Linked DNA regions of Gossypium arboreum: region 1 is linked to region 2. A link is a contact called in public Hi-C data. All regions are on one chromosome and are shown on one strand. The core of a region is the stretch at or near the end of the contact, and the rest is flanking DNA. Distances in the headings are between cores, read along the strand shown.

Evidence for each region. Hi-C and Micro-C count contacts between places; a contact is called where the count stands out from the background.
Region 1: a Hi-C map of leaf shows a contact between it and region 2, with 2.8 times the contacts expected there. The contact joins the promoter of LOC108474554 here to the promoter of LOC108474879 in region 2. A contact is called at or near these places in 2 of 5 Hi-C or Micro-C datasets (both in leaf).

The regions. Positions count from the first base shown.
Region 1 is chr3:117,485,369-117,492,937 of ASM2569848v2, reverse strand. It overlaps LOC108474554 (growth-regulating factor 1-like), which reads left to right and starts at 5,604. Exons shown (of 4, transcript XM_053026219.1): 1 at 5,604-6,326; 2 at 6,978-7,187; 3 at 7,390-7,569. The coding sequence starts at 5,939.
Region 2 is chr3:117,271,124-117,278,071 of ASM2569848v2, reverse strand. It overlaps LOC108474879 (kinesin-like protein KIN-7N), which reads right to left and starts at 5,437. Exons shown (of 17, transcript XM_017776915.2): 1 at 5,219-5,437; 2 at 5,048-5,137; 3 at 4,833-4,951; 4 at 4,624-4,737; 5 at 4,458-4,539; 6 at 4,305-4,372; 7 at 4,146-4,223; 8 at 3,900-4,042; 9 at 3,712-3,814; 10 at 3,512-3,592; 11 at 3,023-3,091; 12 at 2,893-2,952; 13 at 2,639-2,785; 14 at 1,701-1,973; 3 more. The coding sequence starts at 5,363. The coding sequence ends at 747.

The DNA of each region.
Region 1 (7,569 bases), core at 4,355-6,854, 210 kb before region 2:
ACTTTGCTACTCGACAGTCTTATTTCAAGGTTCAATCACGAACAAAGGCTGTAAAGATGACAAAAAAGAACGTCAGAGCAACAAAAAACCAAAACAAAAAGGACAAAAACAATCAAATTTACTTCAAATCCACAATTCAATACCCATCCATCCATCCATATACATTATGTGAAATAAGGTAGCAAAGAATACTCACCATACCAATGCTGATTGCTTTGCCATCTTCTACAAGGATCTTGAATATGGTTCCTGATTGATTAACCTATTGAAACAATTATTTTTCATCTACAATTAGCCACATAAGAGATAGTTTGACAATTTCAATAAACTATGGATGCAACAAAACAATTGATTAAGGGTTGTACAACATATTACAGTGATACTGCAACTGCCAAGTGCAGTTACTATGGGCGGTAATCACTCATTGGCCAAATAAACTAAAATGCAGCTATCAGGTTGGTTGTTGAGAATGCTACAAGAGGAAGAACTAATATGGAATCTATTTAATATTAAGTCTCTTTAAGATTAAAGTTTAATCAAGGAAGCATGACTGTTCAATCAAAAAATGGAAAACTAACTGGCCATCTAATTGAAACCTGCAGCACTGTATCTGGATAACCAAAAAGTACCAGTCAAGCTTGCTTAAGTTTCTGTTCAGCATTGACCTTAGGGCCTTACACATTCAAGAATCCTAAAGATCTTAAAAGCAAATCTCTTGAGCCAACTACACGAATCTTTTCCTTTCATTCAGCCTCTGTTAAAGCATACTCTTGTCCCACACTTAAATTTCATTTCTTTTTTTTCCAGATACTAAAAATCATTTTTCAACAAAAAGCATCTAAACCATGCTTATGACCAAATTCATTAAACCATCCTTTCTTCCAGTTTATATATGATTGCATCAACTTTAATTTTTTTTTTAAATTCATTCTCATTCTATCTTTTTTTGGGTATCTTTGCTTATATTCGTTTCAATGTTTCCATTTGGATCACAAGCTATGTGTGCACATTTTCTCTACCTAAACACAAAAGGCACTATTACTATTAATCTAAAGAAAGTATTTAACCAATCTGTTTCTAAAAAAATATTGCTATGTACCGAAAAACAAAAGGTAAAAGAAAGAGAGATCCAAGCATTTAAAACTCTAGAAATTGAATGGACATAAAAAGCCAAAGAAAGGAAAAGGATCTAACCTTGGAGCACCCCTTCGCTGAATGTAGAAGAGAACAAGGAAAATAGAAGTTAATCAGATAAAAAAAGAAAATGTGCCCTTTACTGTATTTGGAGAGATGAAGATGAAGGGCGAATGGATGTTTGACTTGATTTGGGGATAAATGTTGAAGAAGAAATCTAGAGAGAATTTTGGGAAAAAGAGAGGCAGGCTATTTTGGTCTAAAAATGTGAAAATGTTATTACAGTTCTGGCGTTGAATAGCAATTCAGACCTCCAACCCCTGAATGGCTATTACAGTAGCTGAGGGAATAAGGGTGCAATAGCCATTCTGTGGAATCACTTAAATTGTGAAACAAACTACTGCTTTACTGTAGCGCGCGGAATAGTGACGGAATAGAATAGCAATTCCATCCAACCAAACATGCTGTTATAATATCCACCCCACTGAATGTGAACCATCATTACCATCTACTTTTATGTTATATCAATCTTTTTACCAACTTTTGTTATATCTTTTTTCTCTTAGATTCTTCCCCGTCCTTCTTGCGTAATATTTGCCTTCACCATTTTTTTTACTTCTTTCTATTTTCTTTTTCATTTGAATGATTAATTCTTTATTTATCTTCGTAAAACTTTATTTCATTAGAAAAAGAAAGATCTGAATTGTGTTATGCATCCGACACAATAAAAAAAATTGTATCTGAATCAAATTAACTCGAGATAAAAAATTAGTATTTGGTACACTAGTAGTATAAATATTTTTATTCTACAAGTAATTTTAAAATTTGTTGTGTGTTTTTTATAAAATATTTATATTTTATTATTTTATTATATTATTATAGGACACTTGTCAATCTCTTGACTCTATTTGTAGAGTTTAAAACTCTACTCACAAATTACCAAATAATTTCCTTAAAAATTGGTATAAATATACAATAACATATTTGGATATTATTATTTTATATTTTCATAAATTTATGTAATTAAACTACTAAATCTTTTAAACTTATTGAGTGTTTTTCCGCGTGCCCCTTCAAATGGGTTAACTCTGTGTATTTCTATGATACGATCATTGTTCATAGATGTTGCATACTAGGTAGGTTTCCATGCATGATGACACGTATTCTACCTTAGGGTTAACATGTGTATACTTAAAGTAGGTTCGCACCATGTGTAGGCAAACCCATATTGTGCGTCCTCATCTTGTGCTCGCCTATGTACGAACCCATACAGAGTGCAGATCAGGACCCGAAGGACTAGTGGGTCAGTAGGTTGATAATAGTTAGTATCATAACAATTGTTGCACCAAATTGTTGAGTGTTTCTCTGTGTGTCTCTTCAAATGGGTTAACTCTGTATATTCATATAATATGAACATTGTTCATAGATGTGACATTTTAGGTAGGTTTTCATGCATGATGACACGTACCTTACCTTAGTGTTAATACGTGTATACTTAAAGTGGGTTCACACCATGTGAAGTAGTAGTGGAGCTAAAGGGGGCAAGCAGGAGCCCCAGCCTCCTTTAAAATAGAAAATTTTCTATTTAAGCCATTTATAATTTATAAAATTTTAAATTAGTAATGGTAAAAATACACTTTGGCCCCCCAAATAATAAAAATTTAATTTAATTATTTAAAAATTATAAAGATATAGTCTATTAAAATGGTAAAATTGTATTTTTACGATTGTAAAAATATATAATTTAATTCCGGGCTCCCCAGATTTTTTTCTTTGCCTCCATCACTGAAGGCAAACCCATATTACGCATCCTCATTTAGTGCTCGTCCATGTGCAAGCACTATGCATATGCGAACCCATACAAAATACGAGTCAAGACTCGACAGACTAATGAGTTAATGAATTAATAATAGTTAGTATCATTACAAAACTTATTTAAAAATTTCTTTTATAATAAAATATCAAGAAAAAGAAGAGATGGGGGAATTGCACATTTCACAAAAGCTGCTAACAATATCCCGAGCAAATTTTAAACCATGAAACGTTATATATATTCAAAGAAAAAATTATAGGAATTTGGTACGAAAAGTTTAATGTTGAGAAAATTATCGATGATTAGATATTTTTAAGGCCATAAAAACTTATTTTTTTAAAAAAAAAATCATAATTTCGAGTATGTTTTTCAACCAGATCTACTATAATTACATTTGCAACTACATCTACTTATGAAGTATGAATAAAATTGAATGAAGCAGCAAAAGTTTGTCTCAATAATTATTGAAGACAATGAATTTGAAGTTGTCCTAGGAAGAATAAGACTTAGGAAGATGCCTTGATGAATGTTATTTAGTATTGAGTTTATGAAAAGAGTAAATTATTTATTTGATAAGAAAGATTTGTATGAAATTATAATTTTATATTATTTTTATTTCTTTTTAATAAGAGTAAATTATTTATTTATAAGCTTATATTTGAAAACATGCTGTTTTATCAATTTATAATGTTATTGAAATAATACATTTTAATACATTAATTTTATTTTTATCTTATTTTAAATATAATAATTTTTAAAAGAATAACTTATTTATACTTAAATCAACATATAGATATTAATTTTTTAATTCAAATTCAAAAGACAAATTATTTGAATAGATTGATTTAGTATTTGAATATGTTAAATATGTGAAATGATTAAGTAATTTTTTTTGAAATATTTAGAAGATAATAGAAATTTAAATTTAAAAAAAAGAATTCAAATAATTACCATCTAAAAATAGAAAATCTATGGATTGGTGTTTGATTTCAAGCATTTCCATGAGAGAGATTGTTATAAAATTAAAGAGGGCCTTGGAAAGAGTAGATTTTCCTTTTTGGTGTCTGTCACGTGGCAATGCATCCTTGTCACATGACTTCATGGAGCTCACCACTTCTCTTGGTCTTCTTTTAAGCTTAACTTTGAGATAAGAATAAAAATATATTATTAATAAAAAGAAACCGTTAGCTAGCAGACTTTTCAAGGCAAGGCAACAAATTAAGTTTTGTTTTGTTGCAAGACAAGAATATTTAAAAATACTAATAGGTCGGTACATCTCCTTTCATTGTTAATAATATTATTACAATTGAATTAAGATTCAATTGATATAATAATAATATTAAAATAATATAAATAGTGTTTAAATTTAAATTATGAAAATAGTCACATTAAATATAAATAATTAATTAATAGATAATATTATAATAATATCTATACTATTTATTAAATATTTTACTGAGTTTGTGTCACTTCTAATCAAGTCATTAATTCAATTAGAAAATTACATAAATGTCTTTTCATAATCAAAATAGGTTATACTATTTGAAGGCATTTTGTGTTTTCATTTCATTTTAACAAAAACTAATTAAAATATTATTTAAACCTTCGACAATTGAATTAATAAATCTTAAATTTACTATTCAATCAAAGCTTCATTTTAATGTATATATTATATGTATATATATATATTTAACATAATCTCCATTAGTTGTATATATCGATAATATTGTTAATTTAGTTGGTGTCACAAGTCAACTTGATATTAACTCATAATTGTTGACAAAATCATTATAAATAATTGTAGTGCAACTAGTATTATTTATTTGATATATTTATGTGTTTAAATTTTATTTTACTTACAATTTAATCTTTTTTATTTTAACCTTGTACATTTTTCATATATTATTACAATTAATTAATTTCAAACCATACATTTCTTTATTCATTGTATGTTATTTTAGATACACAATTGTTTTAAATATGTGATTTTCGGATAGGATTTCTAATTTTCTTAGAAGAATAGAATTAAAATAATGTCGAACAATAATTATTAAACTTATATTTATAACAAATTACTATAATACTCATAAGAATAAAATATTAAAAATAATATAATTAAATATACAAAGAATAAAAATGCAAATAAATAAAACATATTTAAATAATTGATAAAAGAAACAAAATCGTAATTAAATATTTAGAAGTTTATAGTCAAATATATTATACATAATTAATATGGTATTTAAATGCATAAATTATGTTTTCCCTTTTCTTTTATCAAGATAGATAAAAGGAAAGAATTGTTTAAGTTTGAAATTGATTCCTAATATATAATATATTGAAATATTCAATAAATTAGTAATATTCAACCTAATTTTATATTATTATTTTTGGTAACCCCAAATTTTTATTTCCATTCTACATATAAAACTCAAAACCCAAAAAGATTTCTTAAAAGGTGAACCGAGAAAAGTTAAAAAGTGCTGAAGTTTGCACGTTAAAGACAAATAAATCCTCCATGTATCTGACAAAGAACATTTTGTTTAGAGTAAATTATCCAACTCTCGAAGGAGTTTTCTGTAATTCTAATACTCCCAACAGAAGAAAATTATTATGTGAAAGGGCTTTCTTAACGTGTTAGAGTGATCTATGTTGTATCAACTCAAGTCTTAAATATTGGATAAAACTTTTCGTTACTTAAACAATGGCAGCAGCAGCTCCTATATATTCCTAATCTCTATATACTATATATCCATTTTTGTATGTATATATACAGAGAGTGTGGTATTTAAGACAAGCTCTCACTGTTTCTATTTATTTATTTTTCTCTCTAAACATCAAATCTTTTGAAAAAGACTAGTCTGGTTTGATTCTTGAGACGAAGCTTAAACCATGAAGCTTTTGTTTTTAGTTCTTGCAATAACCCAATGGTTCATTTCTCGAGTCTAGTGCTTTTGTAAGTAGGGGGGTTTGGGGGGGGGGGGTTTCTATATGGATTTTGGGGTGGTGGGTTTGGAGGGTATTGTGGGTTCAGAGACTAGTACTGGTTTTACTTTGGTTGCTTCAGAATCTGAGACAAAGCAGAAGTTGTATGGATCTGCGTTTCTCAAGCAAAAGAGATCTGGCAGTAATGAAGATGACTGGAGGAGTTCAAAGCTGGCCAAATTTGATGATATTTCAGCCTCCAAGGCAGTGCTGTCCCAACACAGAAATACTTTATTTCGATCTAATACCTCTATCTTCTTTGATGGACAACAACAGCAGCAAATGCTGAGCTTTTCTGCTCCCAAATTAGAAGCTCTTTCAATGGGGAGGAGTTCCCAAAATGTCATATTCCCTTACTTTCATCTCACATCACCAGCATGTACTAGAAATACAGGTATATATATATATTGGGGGGGATTGTTAATGATCTATTCAACAACATTTGTGGAAATGAAATACAGCATGCTTGTGAGTTGCAACCAAGGATCAGACATGTTTTGTTTTTGGTTTTCTGATTTGAGTTTCTGGTGAAGGTTCTTTTCATGGAAATCTAAGAGTGGTGTTGTGTTTTAGAGTCTTGTCAATCATCTTCCTGATTTAGGGGTGAAAAATATTTTTGGTAATAATCCAAACAATGAGCAAGGGAAGGAAAGAAGAACATTTGTGCAAGAAGGAAAGAATAATAGTGGAGAGTGAGAGAATCAAATGGTCCATCTTTTGATTGTTTTGGGGTTATTCTTATGTTTCCTTTTTGTTATCTTTACCTTTTCCCCCATCTTCCTTTTATGTAATGTTTGCTTGTTGTTTCAAAGGCCACAAATCCATCACTCAAATGTTGCAGACAAGTTTATGATTTCTGGATTAACTTGCCTTCACCACTTTCTAAACAGTCCCTTTTTCCCTTTTTTCTCTTAAGAGGAAAATCTAAAAACTTTTTCATTTCCACTATGCTGCTTTGATAGCCTTGAAAGTTTTTGGCTTTTCTGTCTTCATATGTTTTCTTTTTGTTCCGTCTTTTTTTGATGGTGCAGTCTTTTTGTTTCAGGCTACAATACTGGAGGATTTAATGGTGCAAATATGAATGGTGGACCATTCACTTCATCTCAATGGATGGAGCTAGAACATCAGGCTTTGATCTATAAATACATGACTGCAAATGTGCCAATACCATCAACTCTTCTCATTCCTATAAGAAAAGCCCTTGATTCTGCTGGTTTCTCTAGCTTTTCTGGTGGACTCCTCAGACCCAATACATGTAAGTTCCTGTCTCTTGGAGAAGTAAGAAAATCAAAACTTTTTCCTTTGTTTTTTAACTGTTCATGTAATTTGTATCCAAACGCAGATTTAACTAAGTACATTTTCTTCTGTTTGTTAGTTGTAGTGCATTTTTTTTTTGTTTGTTAATCTGTTTTGTTCACAAGGGTGTTCCATTTATTTGTTCTTGGGGTGTTTTCCAGCAGTGGGATGGGGAGCTTTCCATCTTGGGTTCTCAAACAACACTGATCCGGAGCCAGGACGGTGTCGTAGAACAGATGGAAAGAAATGGCGGTGCTCAAGAGATGCGGTTGCCGACCAGAAGTATTGTGAGCGGCATATGAACAGGGGCCGCCATCGTTCAAGAAAGCCTGTGGAAGGTC
Region 2 (6,948 bases), core at 4,188-6,687:
ATGATCAAAGCACTTCATTTCTTATGAAGATTGGGTTCAATTTAGTTTCCAAGGATAATGCCTTATAGGTATGACTTCTCCGAGCGAAGTATGGTTTGAAAGAACAATTATCTAATTCTATTGTTCGAAGCTAATGCTCGCATCTGTAAAGGTCTCTTTCCAAGGTTTGGCCCTTTATTTTGTTAGAATTTAGCCTAGTATATAGGTAACGACACTAGTATACGTTGTTGGAAGGATTCTTGGATTCCTACTTTAGATATTCTATTTTTGCATATTCTTGCGCATGTTAATCTTAATTTGAATTGATCTCTCAATGAAGATGTCACGTCTAATGGAGATTGGAACCTTGATCTGTTTCGCGTCTGGTTGTTTGATGATGTCGTTAAGCAAATAGTAAGTATTCCTACTCCTTGCCCTTCTTTGGGTTCTGATAGGGTTATTTGGAAACGTACGTCATCAAGATCCTTTACAATTCACTTATAGTTTCTATAATTTCCAAAAATCAAATAAGCATTAAGAAAATAATTAAAAAAATCAATTTTCGACATTTTTCCACATCATATAACAAGAAAGTTAAGAATTTATTTAATGAAATGTATAGTAGTTCTAAAATATTGGTCATCCTGGAAATTTTCATTCTGCAGAGGACAAACACTACTTCGAAGGAATTATTGGAGTTCCATTTTTGCTCACTACACAATATTGACACAACCCATGAAATGTAGAGAATATATAGCAAAAAGAGTTCAGAAAATCAATGTCCTGAAGAACGAAACGAAATATCCTAAAATCATCACGAAAAATAAAACCAAAATGGATACATGGTATCTTGACCAGGCAGCTACCTCAAAGTTGCAGCTGCATGGAGTCTTGGTTTGTTTATCCTCAGAGCTTGCTGTTTCGGATAGAATCAAGGATGTAATTGTGCTTTTTAGCTTTTCGGAAAGCATTTTGTTGTATTCTTGTATTAGAGAGTCATTCCCAGATGACAATTTGTGACGATCCGTTGTGTTGGAGATACTAGTTTCCATAGTCGAGAAAAGGATTGACCCAATTTCACATATGCAACGGAGCAGTTTTGCAGTTGAAGATTTCCCATCAAATGTATACCTCTGTTTTGAAAGGATGGCAACAAGGAGGTTAATATTTTGATACAAATTAGAAATGAAAAGTTGAATTAGACTAACATAATGCATTTTGACCTGCATCTTTGACAAAACTTCCTCGTATGTATCTTTAAAACTTGTCACAGAATCACACAACCTTTGAGGCATTTCCCTAGCTAGTAATGCTTCTTGTTTAAGTTTAGATATATCACCCTTTAATCTATCCTTCACTTCTATATCTTCTGCAAGCTTTCTCTGTGAATGCAACAATTGAAACAGTGGAAGTATGAATTGTCCAGAAATTTAGTGATGAAAATGTCAAGTCCCTAAGGTGGTTAAACAAGTAGCAAATGTACTGACCTGGAGTTCGTTCTTCTCTTCAGTGACAAGTTCTAGCCGTCTCTTGAGATTTTGGAGTTCCGTTTTGTATTTCTTATTCAAATAATTCTGAAAAAGAAACCATTAATTAAATTTAACTTATGCAGCCCTTATTACGACCAATATCGATTTATGACAGAGAAAGGCATTACTAAAAACACATATGGGACGGATAGAAAGATGGAAGATAAAATGACTTTGAAATTATCAACTCACAGGAGTAACATCTTCTGGTGGAAAGGATTGAACTTTTCTTGCAGGTGTTGTTTGAAGTGAATCCAGGTCTGCTATGTAACCCTTGTTTATTTTGAACCAAGTGTCTTCATCAGCTACATCGCTAAAAGAATCTGGAAGAGGACTGAGGTCTGGCAACTGTGAATAATTTGATCTCTTGGCGACAAAGGCCTTGGGAGCTGCTCTAAAACAAGGTGTTTTAAAACCATCTCCCCTATTATTACATTCTTCTATTGGGCTTTCTTTCATGGATCCCTGCCCTCGCCAAAAAGCAAACTTATAAATTGTCCTCAGCATAGAAATAACAACAACAACAACTAAAAGAAGAATTGACCCTAAAATAATGAATAATTCTTTGATCGGTCAGCTTCAATTTTGATGTCAAACTTCATATTAGAGAATGGATTCCTAGAGACGAACTAAAAGATTATAAATACATTAATAATTAATCATATGACTAGCTCTGCACCGATTTAGAATTCATATCAGTTGGTCCAAATCTCCAGATGACAAAATAAAATGATACTTGCAACCGCAGTTCATTTACGGCCTATACTTCATGTGTAAGTTTGAGCCCAATAAAAGTTAGACATTGCTGTCAATAGAATATGGTAGAGGAAGTTATAAAGGGAACATGTAATGCAGGAATAGATGTACTTCATTAGCATAAGATTTGTGATTACGTGTATTACTGAAAGGGGTAGCCGAGAAAGCAGAATGAAAAACTTCAATTTTTAATGATAAATCAAGTGTTCTAAAAGATAGATAGATGGATTGTTTTCCAAGTAACATCGCTATAATATACACAAACTAGGTGATCTTCTGGCCTAGGAACCACGCAGCACAAACAGAATTTAGAAGCACACTGAAAAGAAATAGGAATTTCTTTACTCTTATTTTGCAGTCTGCACAAGTTATACCTGACTAGAGCTTCCATCACCATCAGAAACCAAACTACTTAGGTTTTCGATCATCATCAGCTGGTCTCTAATGTACCGATCACGCTCTTTATGTGATCTTCTTTCTTTTTCTAGTTCCATTTCAAGCTTTTCACGCTCTAATTCATACTGAAATTGGAATACAAGCAGATAAAAAATGTGTTAATGTATATGTTAATAATTGGTGCTAGAAGACTATAAATCTATAATCCTTTTGAAATAAACAAATAATGAACCTTAAGCATATCATTCCTCAGCTTTAATATCTCTTGCTCCAGCACCTCAGCATGAGATCCCTGAAAAAAGGTGACCAATTTTAGATTGCCTTTTTAAGTCTAATATTAGCTTATGTCACCTGATCCTCACCTGAAGCTTCCTGCGTAGCTCCTCTATCTCTAACTTTTGCCTTTTCAGTAGGGCTGCATCCGTCAAAACCTAGATACAAGTTAAACTATGATTAACTTCATTTCAAACTCAATGCCAAATCAATTAAAACAAAAATTCTAGATGAAAACTTGAACTCTTACTCTGTCATGTAACAACATAATAAATACTATAAATCCTATCAAATGTGTATGCGTGCGGAAATCACGTATAGGTATGTCTAAAACACAAATTTGGTGAGAGAACATTTTATGTTAAAAGTTAATTTTTTAAAGTTTACTCAAGAATTATTATTGGTGTGGTGGTAAAGAATTTGTTTATTTCCTAACTGAGTTGGTACCCGGTTAACCCGTGACACCAACTCAGCAAAGGGTTCTATTAATAATATAGATTTTATGATTTATATACAAGCTAGCGTTGGAAATCCATATATTCTGTGATAATGTGGTGCAATATAAGAAAATGACCAACCTCATTCACTTGAGCACAATTAGTAACTCGTTTAGCTCTGCTAGCAAAAAGAAGAGTTCCCTTCGTCTCCTCAATATGAATCTATAATAAAATTAAACCAGAATGCTCAGTTGAGAGTCATTTTCATCTCCCCTTCTCAGAAAGATAAGAAAACCAAAAACAAGCCATTGAATAACCACATACAGTCAAAGTAAGCGCACCTCTTCAGGAGCCACAGTACATATAATTGAAGTTTTCGCATTCCCTCCTAGAGCAGGCTGGAGTATGCGGGTTAATTTACTATCACGATAAGGAATATGTGCCCTTTACATGTCAATAATTCATATAATTAGAACATAGTTATTCTATACAAATAAGTTACTTCTCGCAGGATAAGCAAAACAAGTACCTTTGTTTTGCACTATCACTAAGTTTGTTAATTACATTACCAAGAACCATTAAGCTCTTGTTAATATACTTTCCTTCCTTCAAACGTACTCCACCAGTTCCAGTCTTAGCAATCCGCTCAGAACCAGCCAAATCAACCAAATTCTGCTTTCAAATAAAGGAATTAAAATAACATTCATAAAACTAATGGGACAAGGTATAAACTAGATAAAAGGGGGGAAAGTCTATAGTAATATAAGGTACATACCAAAACTGAGACGCGTATGGCATCACTGCTTGAATAATCACCAAAAGAGCCTGTATCCTTTCCCTTGCTTTCTATCACCTAGTAATGTAACATAAATACAACGAATATTAAGAGTAAAATAGTAATGTTTATGTTCAACAATATGTTAAAAGAACATACCACTCTGAATATTGTATGAGACCTACTACTTCGTGCATTCATATTTGTCTCACCAAAATGCCTATTAACTGTAAGGAAAATGATTTAAACAAATTATTAAAAAGAAACAACTACCCAGTTAAACCAATGGCAAAAAAAAGAAGTTTAAAGGACCTTCTCCAGACTCCAGGAGCTTCATCACTTGTTCAGCATTGTTCACAATTTCCTCCCTAAGACCCGCAACGAAAATCCCACGCTAAAACAAACAAGAAAAAATCTGTTAGTTTTGAGCATTATGGTACACATTTGATACGGCATCAAAGTTTAATCAATGGCTGACCTCTAAATTCTCATGAATCTGCAATTTCTGATTCTCTACAGCGAAAAGGTCGTTAATTTCTTCATTGTAAATTTCCATGTAGGAAACTCGGATGAGAAACTCTCGATCAGAGATCTGGGAATTCAATTCAACAACAAGAAAATCAAAGCCAAAGCTTCTAAAATATGTCGTTAACTGCTTCGGGAAAGAACCAAATTTCGTTAAATTACAATATTTATTTTCTGAAATATATCGTTAACTGCTCGATGAATAATTCCGGGATCGTTAGATGAACCGTTCATAGTGAAGGTCTTGCCGCTGCTTGTTTGCCCGTATGCAAAAGAAGTTCCTAAAACATAAATAAAATTGTAAATCATATACAAATTAATCAATTTTTATACCAGATCATCAAAATTAGGGCTAAAAAAGGGGATAAAATTTAAACCGTTAAAGCCGTCCACAGCAGCATGAATAATATCCTTAGTAAGAAGCTCGTAAATATCTGAATTCGAGCAATTCTCATCGAAGACATGATCTAGAAACACAAAAAAAAAAAATTCAAGGAATGAGAATTGGAATTGGAAAGGTAAAAAGGATTTGGGAAATGAAAATTTACCGAAAGCGTAAGAAACGCAGGAAATTGGGCTGCCGTGGAGCTTGTGAAGAGAGATTTGATTATCATCGACTCTCCAGAAAGTTGAAGAAGAATTTTCATGGCAAATTGGAGGTCTTACTCTCACTGCTACGCAGATCTTCTCCATTTTCTTTTTAAACGTTGAGTTGCAGAGCGAGAGCTAAGGCGGGATCTTTATGCATTGTGAAAACGGGGGAATTTGTATTTGAATGTTTTGGATTGACGGAAATGCCCATAAAATGGAGGATTGGATGGGTATTCGGACCCTAAAGAACATGTCTACTGGCCCAGTTTCTTTGGGTAAGAGAATAGCCCACATGCCTCAGTTGGATGATTGTATCAACATTACGAGAAGCCCATGTAATTTCCAAGGGCCAGCTTAGATCCTTTCCACTTTTGTAGTTCTTAATTGTATAGAATTCAAACAATGGTATACAACATAATTGTAGTAGAAAGTTCCACCGATAAAAGACTGCAATTATATTGTTTTATGTATATATTCAGAAAAAGTTAAAAAATTTACTTTAGCAAAATTAAATATTTATCTTTTGAGAGGCAAGTATAAGAAGAATAATAAAAATGGATAATGATAAATTCTCTCGATACTTCTACTTTCAAAAACAAAGTTAACTCTAACTAGAGTTGACACGTGGATAAATTTTATATTGCCACATGGATTTTTTTTTTTTTTTGGAAAAATGGTTAATCAATGAAGTCTAAGGACTTGAAAAAAATTATATCAAAGAATTTATGAAAAATGCCAAAATTAGCATATCTATTTTTAACCAAAAAAAAACCAGATGAAAAATATTTTATTAAAGAAATTAAATTAAATTAACGATGAAAAAAAAATCAGACAATTTACAAGAAAAAGCCATTTTTTTTAATATTTATGGAAATGGGCCAACTTTTTTATTATTTACTGGAAAGCACCGAATTCCTCGAAAGTGCGTCCACGTCAGCACGATGTCAGGTGACATGTTAGAAAAGCGCGTCTCTGGGGGAGAGTTTTGCCCCTTTTTTTAAGGTTAGGATTTTTTTTGCATTTAGGGTTAGGATTTAAGGTTATTGTTTTAGTGTTTAGGGTTTAGAGTTTAAGGTTTAGAATTTAAGATTTAGAAATTTTTAAAAAATTAAAAATTAGGGTTTTGGGTTTTGGGTTGCTTAATTACATTAATTATTAGTTTAAAAATAAATTAGATTAAGGTTTAGGGTTAATTAATTAAATTATGGATTAGTTTTTTAAAATAATTTTGTGTTTAGGGTTATGGAAAAAATATATTAGCAATAAAAAAAATTTCTACAGTAATTTTTGAAAAAATAAATTAGAGAAGACGTATCTGAAAAAATAAATTAGAGAAGACGTATCTAAAAAAATAATTTTGCGAAGTTGTTTCTGAACAAAAAGTGTTAAAAATGCTTCAAGCAGGATGCACTGTCAGCAAAAGTACTTAAAAAAGCTCCCACGTGGACGCTTGTTTTCTACAGTAATTTCTGAAAAAATATTTTTGAGAAGATGATTCTGAACAAATAGTGTCAAAAATGCTTCAAGAAGGATGCACTGTTAGCAAAAGTACTGAAAAAAGATCCCACGTGGACGCTTTTTTTCTACAGTAGTTTTTGAAAAAATAATTTTGAGAAGATGTTTCTGAACAAATAGTGTCAAAAACGCTTCAAGCAGGATGCACTATCAGCAAAAGTACTAAAAAAAG